Linked DNA regions of Mus musculus: region 1 is linked to region 2. The links are chromatin contacts, called in public HiChIP or PLAC-seq maps. All regions are on one chromosome and are shown on one strand. Each heading gives the region's core, a stretch centred on a gene start, on an enhancer-like site or on the middle of the called end of the contact. The rest is flanking DNA. Distances are from core to core; before and after follow the strand shown. Region 1 overlaps Arid5a (AT rich interactive domain 5A (MRF1-like)). Region 2 holds the start of Uggt1 (UDP-glucose glycoprotein glucosyltransferase 1).

Region 1 (5,087 bases), core at 2,518-5,017, 81 kb after region 2:
TGCTCAAAGGTGGCGTATGACAGACAGCCTGATAATGGTAGCTTGTTCCAAGCTGCAGGAACGGAGCCCTCTGCAGGTTCATCTGGAGAATACACAGCTGGGAGGGTAGGGTGTGTGGCTTTCTGGGTTGTACTCCACTCTGCTTCAGCAAAAACTCTAGAAATGAATGCACATCAGGCTTCCTGGGAAATCTTGGGACTTTGCACCCATGCGCTAGCCCCACATGATTCTCCTTCCTTCTGTGAATGAGAGAACTCAGCTCAGAGGTGACTCCAAACACTGTGGTACACACACCTTCCTATGTTCACTTGTGTCCCTAACAGGTTCCCCCAGAGGACCCACAGGCCAGCAAAGCTCTTGGCGTCTGTGTCCAGGGCATAACTTGTGGTCTGAGCCTACTTCCAAATCATTCGTGACATTTGAGCTAATAATGGTGGGAGGAGGCAGAGGCCACTCTGGTATTTGTGCTGACCCCACCCCTGTCCGTGGTCCTGGCTCATTTCCCTGGAAACAGCTTAAGTGTGATGAGTTGGGCATTCAGTGGGAAATACCTTTGTTTGCCTTGGGTGTCAAAGCATGCTGCCCCTGTAACTGTCTTAGGTGGCATTGGTTAGCATTACATGTGCATCTCCCACACGAGGCAAGTATCACCACCGCCATAGTTGTTTGGTTGGTTGGTTTTCTTGGCTTCTTTTTAAGACAGGATTTCTCTGTGTAGCCCTGGCTGACCTGGAACTTACTCTGTAGACCAGGCTGGTCTCTAATAGAGGTCCACCCTCTGCCTCTACTTGGATTAAAGATATGCACCACCATGCCCAGCAACCACCTCGCCCAGCAACCATCAGAGTTTTAAACCGAATGGCTGGGAATTTTCCTTTGAAGACCTTGCGAATGGCTACAGGAGGTGATGGAGAAACAGCAGCAAGTCCCCGAGGGAGTGGCGAGAGAGTGGGGCCAGGAGCCAGGGGGGCTGTTGGGCAGGGACGGAGGAAGCCAGAGATGACTTAGGCTGCATTTAGAACCTTCTAGTCCAGGAGGCAGTTGGGCTTTTATGTGAAATAAAGAAAGATGGAAGAGAGTCCTGGCTCCCAGATTTGGTTGTTTGCTTTATGGTGCTAGGGATGGAACCCTGGACATTTTTTATGCTCAGCAAGCTCTGATCACTTGCTGCATCCCAGCCCTGGACTCTGGCAAGTGGTAGGTGTGGACACTGGAGACTAGAACAGAGTAGGGAACGTATCCTTGGAGATGGCAGAGTCAACATCTGGACACAGGTCTGGAGATGCTGCGGACACATCTGGCCAGCGTGTCTGTTTATACTGTGAGCAGAGTGAGTGTGGGGGCTGGGCTTGGAGAAGGGAAGCGAGCTAGGCAGTGATCACAGTAGAGCAAAGCCGTCCAAGGGCACAGCCAGGGCACAAGAGCTCGGGTTTCCACTTGACCTTAGCAGCGTGAGTATCATTGCACCTAGGAGGCCGGCTGGACACAATCTCAAGGCAAGGGACAACTAAGCACCACTCCAGTGGGAGCCGAAGTGGCTGCATGAAGGGCATCAACAGAGAACCAGGGAATGAAGTGGGGATGGGGGGAGGGAGTTGGGAACAGTGGGTAAGATCTCTAGACTGCAGATCTTGGTGTGCTGTGGGGACTTGATGGGGTGGGTGCACATGAGAGGCTTGGCTGAATCAGCAGCTATTGGTTGCTGGATGAGCTAGAGCAAGAAGGGGTCAACAGAGCTCAGGCATGGGGGACTTTGAAACAAGGGCAGCGGGCATGCTGGGTGGGCACAGCCGCCAGGGTAAGGTGTGTAGGCACAGGAAAGGAGGTGATGGGGCCTCAGCAAAAAACACAGCACAGGAGGCAAGAAGCAAAGGTTACCTTCCACATGAAGTTGCTGGGCTGGCCAGAGCCTTAGACTGGCAGAATAGACATTAGAGAAGGCCAGAGGCAATGAAAAACTTCATGGCTTTAAAGGAATTTTAAATCAAGAGCAGAGGCTGCCTGGCATGTTTAGATGTGTTTGTTTTCTAGTGTGCTGGATGGAACCCAGAGCCTTGGGTATGCTGGGCAAGTATCCAACACTGAGCTATATCATTTGGTGTTTTTTAAAAAAAAGAATTAACAATATTTGAAACATTTTCTCTTGAATAGCCGTTATTTCTGGCCACAAAGGATGACCTTCCGAATCAGGACCGGGGGTGGGGGGGGGAGCCCATCTATTGCCCATAGTCCTTCAGCTCCTCTTGTGTCGGACCATTAGGGAGCCAGTCCTAGCCAACTGCCCTGGTTCTCACCACTTGAGTCTTGACACTGCTCAGACACTAGGTGGCAGCTGCTGTTCTTCATGGTTACAGATCAAGACCAATTTCCTTAGCTAATGGCTCCAAGAATGTGGCTGCTCAACTCTTCAAAGGGCTTCTGGGCAGGAATGTAGAGCAATCGCTGATCTGGCAGGACCATCGAGGTGGGCAAATATGAGCACAAGCTCCCAAGACTAGGGCCTCACTCGCTGGGGGTTGTTCCTCCGTGTGTGTGTGTGTGTGTGTGTGTGTGTGTGTGTGTGTGTGTGTGTGTGACAGCCGGCTGGCTACCTGTGAGTCTCTGTGTCCTCTGTGATGCAGAATTGAATCTAGAGACCACTAATGAGCAGATGACTACAGAACACACTCCCCATCCTACCAGGGGGCAGCTCAACCTTTTGTGGGGAGCCTCTAGTCCTGGAAGCCACCTGGCCCTGACTGTGAAACTCCCCAAAGGAGGAAAGGCTCTGACATACAAGGAGAGCAAGGAAGAGGCGCTCCCAGTGGGTGTCTTGAAAGAGCAGCTACTTCCCGACCTTACCTTTCCTGAGGCTCTTTCCTACCTCTAAGGTTCTTGGCTTTCTGCTTGGGCCCTGGGGTAGAAAGGAACGGCCAAGAAGCTAGAAGCCAAATAGATTATGACCTATACTTTCCCACAGCCAGTGTGCCAGTGACAATCTTGGGTCCTTTCCTTGCAAGCAATAGAAATGAAGGCTAATGTAGACAAGAGAATTCCCGAGTGGCTCAAAGCATGAGGGACAGCCAAACCCTAGGCCCTGGAGGAAGGACTCAATGTGCATCCTGTGTCACTTGCTTTGCTGATCATCATAACCAAATAATTTCAGAAGTAACTTGAGAGATGGGAGGTTTTGTTGTCTTAGAGTTTTACAGCTGTGAACAGACACCATAACCAAGGCAACTCTTATAAGGACAACATTTAATTGGGGCTGGCTTACAGGTTCAGAAATTCAGTCCATTATCATCATGGTGGGAACATGGCAGCATCCAGGCAGGCATGGTGTAGGAGGAGCTGAGAGTTCTACATCTTCATCTGAAGGATGCTAGCAGAAGACTGGCTTCCAGGCAGCTAGGATGAGAGTCTCACAGCCCATACCCACAGTGACAAACCTACTCCAACAGGGTCACACCTTCGAATAGTGCCATTCCCTGAGCCAAGCATATACAAACCATCACATTTGTTGTTGCCTACATTAGCAGAGGTTTTATTTAGCCCATGGCCACTGGGTGGCAGAACCACAAGACACTGGAAGTTCTTTGTCTTAGGGTAGACAACTGGGGGAGGGGAGGCAAGGGGACAGGAGCAGGGAGAGGGAGAGGGAGAGAACACACAAACCAGGTATAACCTCCAAAGACATGCCCCAATGAGCTACCCCTGCAGCTCTGTTTAAGTAGTAATATTTGAGATCTCCAGAGTGTCTCCTGTCAGCAAATGTTCCCTGAGTTTGTGTCCACTCAGGGGTTAGACCACTAGCAGCAGGCCACGGGTGGGCTCTGTCTCTCACCTTCTCATGGGTTTCAGCTCTGGGTGACCCGTTAGAGGAGAAGCTGACTCTGGGTCTTGAGCTACCTGTGCTAAGGCTCAGAGAAAGTGTATGCCACATGGATCAGAATACTGTGTGGCACCAGGTGCACCCCCCTTTCTCTGGGACTTCTCTGTCTCATCTGTAGTATGGAAGTGAGTCATTTAACCCCAAGAGCCAGGGTATTTAGAGAAAGCCCTCTGTAAACTTAAGTCCTGATGAATGTGAGTCACTACTTCCCTTGCTAGCTTGGCCATGCCTTATCCTGTCCTTTACCTTAGCATTTTGAAACCCATGCATGTGTTCTGACCACTACCCTTTACCTTGCCTTCTGAGTCAGTGACTCTGACTTCTGGATAGTGTCTGGGTCAAGAATGGCAAGCCAACTTTTGTGGTTGTCTGCAGCTCTGGATTGACTCACTGCGAAAGTGATGCAATTGATTAGTAATGTCTGCCAAGGCCCTTGGAAGGGGAGTGGAGGTTCACCTGCCACATCCGTACCATTGTCTGGGGCTTGATGATGGGCTGTCTGATGCAAGTTCCCTGACCTCACTGCCACATCTCAGCCTGGCTCTGGTGGTTTCCCTCCCACAGGAATGAAGAATAGGGAAGCATCACTCGCTTGCACTGGGAGCCCAATCAAGAAAGCCTGGCTTGGATATGGGTTGCCCAGGAGCTACAGTTGAAAGCCTGGGTAATAGTCAGGGAGGGAACCTCTAGGGGAAAGCTGTTCAAAAGAGCTCAGAGGTTTACGGTCTTGCTTCCAAGTCTGACGGATTGAGTTTGAACCCCTGGATTCATGTGGTAGGACAGAAACAACTACTGGATGTTGTCTTCTGACCTGCATGTGCGCCATAGCATGCATGCCCCCCCCAACAAACAGATAAATGTAATAGAGAGGGGAGGGAAAATGAGAAGGGAGAAGCAAAGGAGGTGAACAGAAGGGGGAATGGTTCTTTCAGAGGTAACTAGGTGGGAGAGATGGGTGGGCTAAAGAGGTGGAACTTCCAATCATTGTACATTTGATATGGGGCTAATGGCCTTGGATGCATTAGGAACAAGTTAAAATAAGCCTGCCATACCCAGCTCTCATCAGCTCACTGCACTTAAGATGTGGCCCACAACTCTGTACTGTCCCCAGATTCAAACTCCAGTGTCTGCTTGGAAACTTCTTCCTTCCTCAGGCTTCTGGTCTCCCCCTCCCCCATTGCATCCACACTCTGCAGTTCCTGCCTGGGTTGAGCTC
Region 2 (5,033 bases), core at 2,256-4,755:
GGGAGGCAGAGGCAGGTGGATTTCTGACTTCAAGGCCAGTCTGGTCTACAAAGTGAGTGCCAGGACAGGCCTACACAGAGAAACCCTGTCTCGAAAAACCAAAAAAAAAAAAAAAAAAAGGAAAATCCCCTTGACAACATTCTTGTTGTACACTAAGATCTCTATGAGTTCAAAGATAACCTGGACTACATGGTACGTTCCAAGGCCAGCCAAGGACACATGGTGAGACCCTATCTCAAAAACATTGCTTTAAAAGTAATTAAATAAAGTAGAGACTAAGGAAGACTCTTTTAATAGGTAGGTAGATTGATAGATGATAGATAGATTTCTAATAATATTTTTATTTTAAAGATTTATTTTTTTCTTATGTGTTTTGGTGTTTTACTTGTCTGTAGGTATGTGTGCCCCATTTGTATCTGAATCTGTGGAGGCCAGACTAGGGGTGTCAGGTCCCCCCAACTGAAGTTATGGACAGTTGTGGGCTGACATGTGGATGCTGGGAATCAAGGATGGAAGAGCAGCCAGAGCTCTTAACCACTGAGCCATCTCTCCAGGCCCATGAGGAGGACTGTCAACAATGACCTCAGGCCTTCACACACCCAGGAATGCACCTCCCAAACACACAGGGAAAAGCACACACACACACACACACACACACACAAAAGATTAAGATTGTAAGAAGGATATAAGGGAGAAGCTACATACCAAGAGGTACTCTTGCAATATTTTAAAGACTTATTTATTAGTACTACTAATATGTCTGTATGTGAAGCTGAGTGAATTTATATACACCACGTATATACGGGCACCCAAACAGGCCGAGAGCATTGGATCTCCTGGAGTTAGAGTTCCGGGGGCTGTAAACTATCTGTTGTGGGTGCAGAGGACAGAAATCAGTCCCCTGCAAAAACAGTACACGCTCTTTCTCAACAGCTGCACCATGTCTCCCGCCCCACCTTGCAGTATTTTACAGAGAAAGTATACACCCTTGCTATGTCAGCACCACTGCAGATGGGAACAAGATGAAAGCTATACAGTAAAGAGCAGCTTTGCAAATCAGACCCCACACTCCACCTCATAAGTGACCTGTCCAGAGAAACAGGGAAGGCCCTCTCTGAAGCAGAGAATGCTGTTTGAGAACGCTTTCTTTCATTATATAAGCTCCACTAGCACTCTGACTCTAGTGGGCCTTTTGAGCTGCTTATGAAGATAAATGTTCTGAGTTGACAGCCACTGAAAGGGCAACGCTGGCCAGCATGGCGGACAACCAGCCGGCATTCTAACAAGTTCTAGGCCCGAGTCTACGAGCAACCAACCATGAGCCCCTAGAGCATTTAGACTAAGGCCCGTTGGCTGATCCACAATAAAATATTAAAACCGAACGTGACAGGTGTGTGCGACAAACGCTTTCACTTTCCGGAAAGCAGAGCAGGCTCCCTGATTCTTAAGTTACCACTAAACTCCTCCTTTCTCTTTCAAAACGGGTTCTTGTCATGACCTAGCACGGGACAACCTTGAACTCCAAATCCTACTGTCTCTACCTCCCTCCCAAGTGCCGGGGGCTACAGGAGGGCACCATCACAGGCCCAGCTGCCTTGTTATTTTTAAAGAAAAGTTAAAGAACTCTTAAAAAGAAAAAAGGCAAAAAATAAAAAAAGACAAAACAAATCTGCAACTATAAATCTACCAGACTGAGTTTCAACGCGCGTGTGTGTGTGTGTGTGTGTGTGTGGTGTATAGCAAAGAAAAATAACAGGAAACACCCAATCCAAGTGAGAAGAAATTAGCTAAACTTGATACATCCATCCCTATTAGCTCTTCTCTGTGAAACATCCATTTGATTTCCACTCCAACAAGTTACTATTCATATGAATGCAAAGGATTGGCTCCCACCAGAGACGTTCTAACTAAGGTTTCTCCTTAGCTCCATCTATTCCCCAATAGTTAAATGCACACTAAGATACCCTGCTACTTTACAAAGTATTGTTTTACCTCTTTTAATAAAATTTTGGGTCCGGGGAGATGGCTCAATGGATAAAGGCAATAGCTACAAAGCCTGAAAACTTGAATTCAATCCCCAGACCCCCATGGTGGAAGGAGAGAGCCATCCTTTAAAGTTGTCTTCTGGTCTCTACATAACAAATTCATATTCTCTCTCCCACCTCTTGATATAGACAAACAGTCAGACAGAGAGACAGACATTTAATTTGTGTCTCTATATCTAGATCCTCTCTCCCTTTCTCTTCCTCCCTCAAGAAAGCAAAAAAGAAAGTTTTAGCAAGATGGCTCTGTGGGTAAAGGCTCTTGCCATGCAAGCCTGGTGACCTGAGATTGAGCCCTAAAAAGAAAGCCACACAGAGGTGGATGGAGAAAGCTAACTCCACTAAGTTGTCCTGTATACACACAACAAAATCTAAGTAAACAAAATAAAATTTTTTATTTAAGAAAGAAAAGTTTCAGCTAAGTTTACCAAAAACAAGTCAAGTGGAAAGGCTACAATCTGCTCCAGTTTTGTAGTGTTAACTAGCTTTGTAAAATGTCTCCAAGCAGATCTGGTGGTGGCCGGGATTCCAAGGGTAGCCTATGATCCTGAGACCCTACCTCCAAAGGGGTAGGACAAGCAAACAGACATGACTATGTCTTCATGCGTTTGGCAGTGTACAAGGTATTACTAGGAAATAAAGAACTTTATACTACAATAAGCTTGCACGGGCACAGATGTTTCCAAGGCACTGCAAGGGCAAGATCATAGGTCTCAGAACAAACAAAACACTCTCTCCATTTCAAACCTGGCAACAAATGCAGAACAAGAGAGCTTTCAGCCCAGCAGCAAGAAGAGCTCACGATCACAATGTTTTGGAGATGCACAGATCACAAGCTAAAAGTGAAGTGAACCGTCCAATTTCACGCCAAGAGATCTTATCACCCACAGATGCATCACCTGAACTCAGAAACCTATAAAAACGCCAACTCGTTTCTCCAGAATCATGCAAAATGCTGATTCTCAACCTACTTAGGGTCAGACTTGGTCTAAAGTCCTGGGGGCGCTTCCTCCTCCTACACTTCAAACAGGGTCAGGACTGCTGGAGTGAGCCCGCCGCCACTCTGTCCCCAGAAGACCGCTGGGGACGACTTGAGGCGCTCGTGGAGAGAACACTGGAGGGAAAACCGAGTCAGAGTACAAGAGGAAGCCCAAGGTGACTCGGACTCACGGTCGCCTCCCGCGCTGGCCCCTCTCCTGTTCCCGAGGCCTCCCCACGCCACCCAAGGTACCTGTCACCCGCCGCGCAGCCGCGGCATCCGCAGTGTTCGCATCCCCCCGGCTGCACATGCCCGGGCCGCGCTTCGTCCACTCCGGTGTCTGCAACGACGCCTGGGCAGGGCGGAGCAGCGGCGATCGCCGGGGAGGCTGCGCCAGTGAGAAGCCGACACGCGCCTTTCCCGCCGCTCCTCACAAGCCGGTTTCTCAAAGCAATAACCCAGTTGCCAGCTGCCCCTGCACTTCCGCTTCCTAGAGGCGAAGGCAGGACGACTTCCGGCTATCGAGTGCGGCGGGGGTTTGCCAGAGAGTCCCGCAGCGGCCATGAAACCGGCATAAGACCCGCCCCTTCTCTCGGCCCCTCCCCTCTCCTGGTTGAGCCAGCTCGCCTCCTGAATTTAAGATCCTAGAAGACCCAGTTCAAGCAGGTGAGCTTCAAGGCGCAGTCCAACCGCCCCGGCAGATAGTTATTTCAACCTTTTTCTCCCTATTTTTATTATTTATTCCTCTCAAGTTAAATAAACGTACACAAACTCAAGACACAAAAAGCAGAAGAAGCTCATGCTGGGCGTGGTGGCACACACCTTTAATCCCAGCACTCGGGAGGCAGAGGCAAACGGATTTGTGAGTTCGAGGGCAGCCAGGGCTATACAGAGAAACCCTGTCTCGAGAAAAAAAAAAAAAAAAAAAAAGGCAGAAGAATCTCTGTGAGTTCAAGGCCCTATCTCAAAAGGAAGAAAAAGTTATAAATTTGTTTTAGAGTATGTGATGTTGGTTAATGCAGAGATCCATAACTAGTCAAACTGACTGAGACTAAATGATCTCAGCTCTGACTGAAACACCTATATCACCACCTCCAAGACCCAAGCAGCATCAGGGGAAAAGAAAGCAAAAAAGACAAAGGTTCTTGCTGCTAAGCTGGAAACCTAAGCTCAATTCCCAGAATACACCGCAAACGCCAGGCACGGGCTGCGGAGATGACTCAGTAGACAAAGTATTTGCTGCCCAGATGTGAAGACTACAGTTCAGATCTCCAGGACCCCTGTAGAAATTGTAGTAATAGCTACCTGTAATCCCAGTTCTCAGGAGGCAGAGACAATTCCTCTGGCAAAGTGGCTAGCCACACTAGCCAGAATTCTTGAGCTCAAGAATTCTACCTCAATAAATACCGAGTGACTGGGGAAAATACGAAGTGTCAATTGAGCTTGTGTGCAGGCACACACATATATTCATACATACACACACACACAGGCATACATACGTGCATGCACACACACACATACACACACACACACATAACATACTAGCCAAGTAAACACTGGAGGTAGAGACAGGCAGAACTTTGGGTCTTACTGGCCAGCAAGCTACCAGCCAAATGGGTGTGGTTCAGACTAGTGAGAGACACTCTCAGAAAACCAAACTGGACATTGTCCTGAGAAATGACAGCTGAGACTAATCTTTAGCTTGCACACCCATGCACACACATGTGTACCAAATTGGAGACACTGACTTGCACACATGTGTGCCAACCTGGAGACACTCACACAGAGAAGAAAGAGAGAGAACGCAAGCACTGACCGTTACTCCAAATCTTCTCTCCGACTTTTGAAGTGGCACATTTGTCCTCTGAAATCAGTGCTCTGTAGATTTTTTTTATTATTATTATTATTATTATCTGTTTAATGTTGTGAGGGCAGGAGCGACATCTGTGCCTTTTATAGGTAGAACAGAAACAATGAGTCTACAACTTGGAACACTTGAGGTGAGTTAGTGG

Evidence for each region. HiChIP or PLAC-seq counts read pairs in DNA pulled down with a chosen protein or histone mark.
Region 1: a BATF HiChIP or PLAC-seq map of CD8 T cells shows a contact between it and region 2, with 5 read pairs. The contact joins the enhancer-like site here to the promoter of Uggt1 in region 2. A contact is called at or near these places in 1 of 15 datasets of contacts at CTCF or cohesin (large pre-B cells), 2 of 484 Hi-C or Micro-C datasets (embryonic stem cells and female germline stem cell-derived STRA8 germ cells), 4 of 115 datasets of contacts at active chromatin or transcription factors (CD8 T cells, embryonic stem cells and pancreatic cancer cells) and 3 of 9 other capture datasets (adipose tissue, liver and pancreatic islet).

Annotation. Positions count from the first base shown.
Region 1 is chr1:36,321,899-36,326,985 of GRCm38.p6, forward strand. Arid5a (AT rich interactive domain 5A (MRF1-like)) reads left to right here. Exons shown (of 7, transcript NM_001172205.1): 7 at 1-2,131. Among named protein-coding and RNA genes, the nearest start is that of Arid5a, 17 kb to the left of the region's middle. Within about 2 kb of position 3,768, at least 76 of the 459 cell types and tissues checked have an H3K27ac peak or open chromatin away from gene starts, as enhancers often do. A contact at or near this core is called in CD8 T cells and pancreatic cancer cells, where this site is marked.
Region 2 is chr1:36,240,797-36,245,829 of GRCm38.p6, forward strand. Uggt1 (UDP-glucose glycoprotein glucosyltransferase 1) reads right to left here and starts at 3,506. Exons shown (of 41, transcript NM_198899.2): 1 at 3,274-3,506. The coding sequence starts at 3,331. It overlaps Gm39625 (a long non-coding RNA gene), which reads left to right and starts at 3,513. Exons shown (of 2, transcript XR_865343.3): 1 at 3,513-3,687.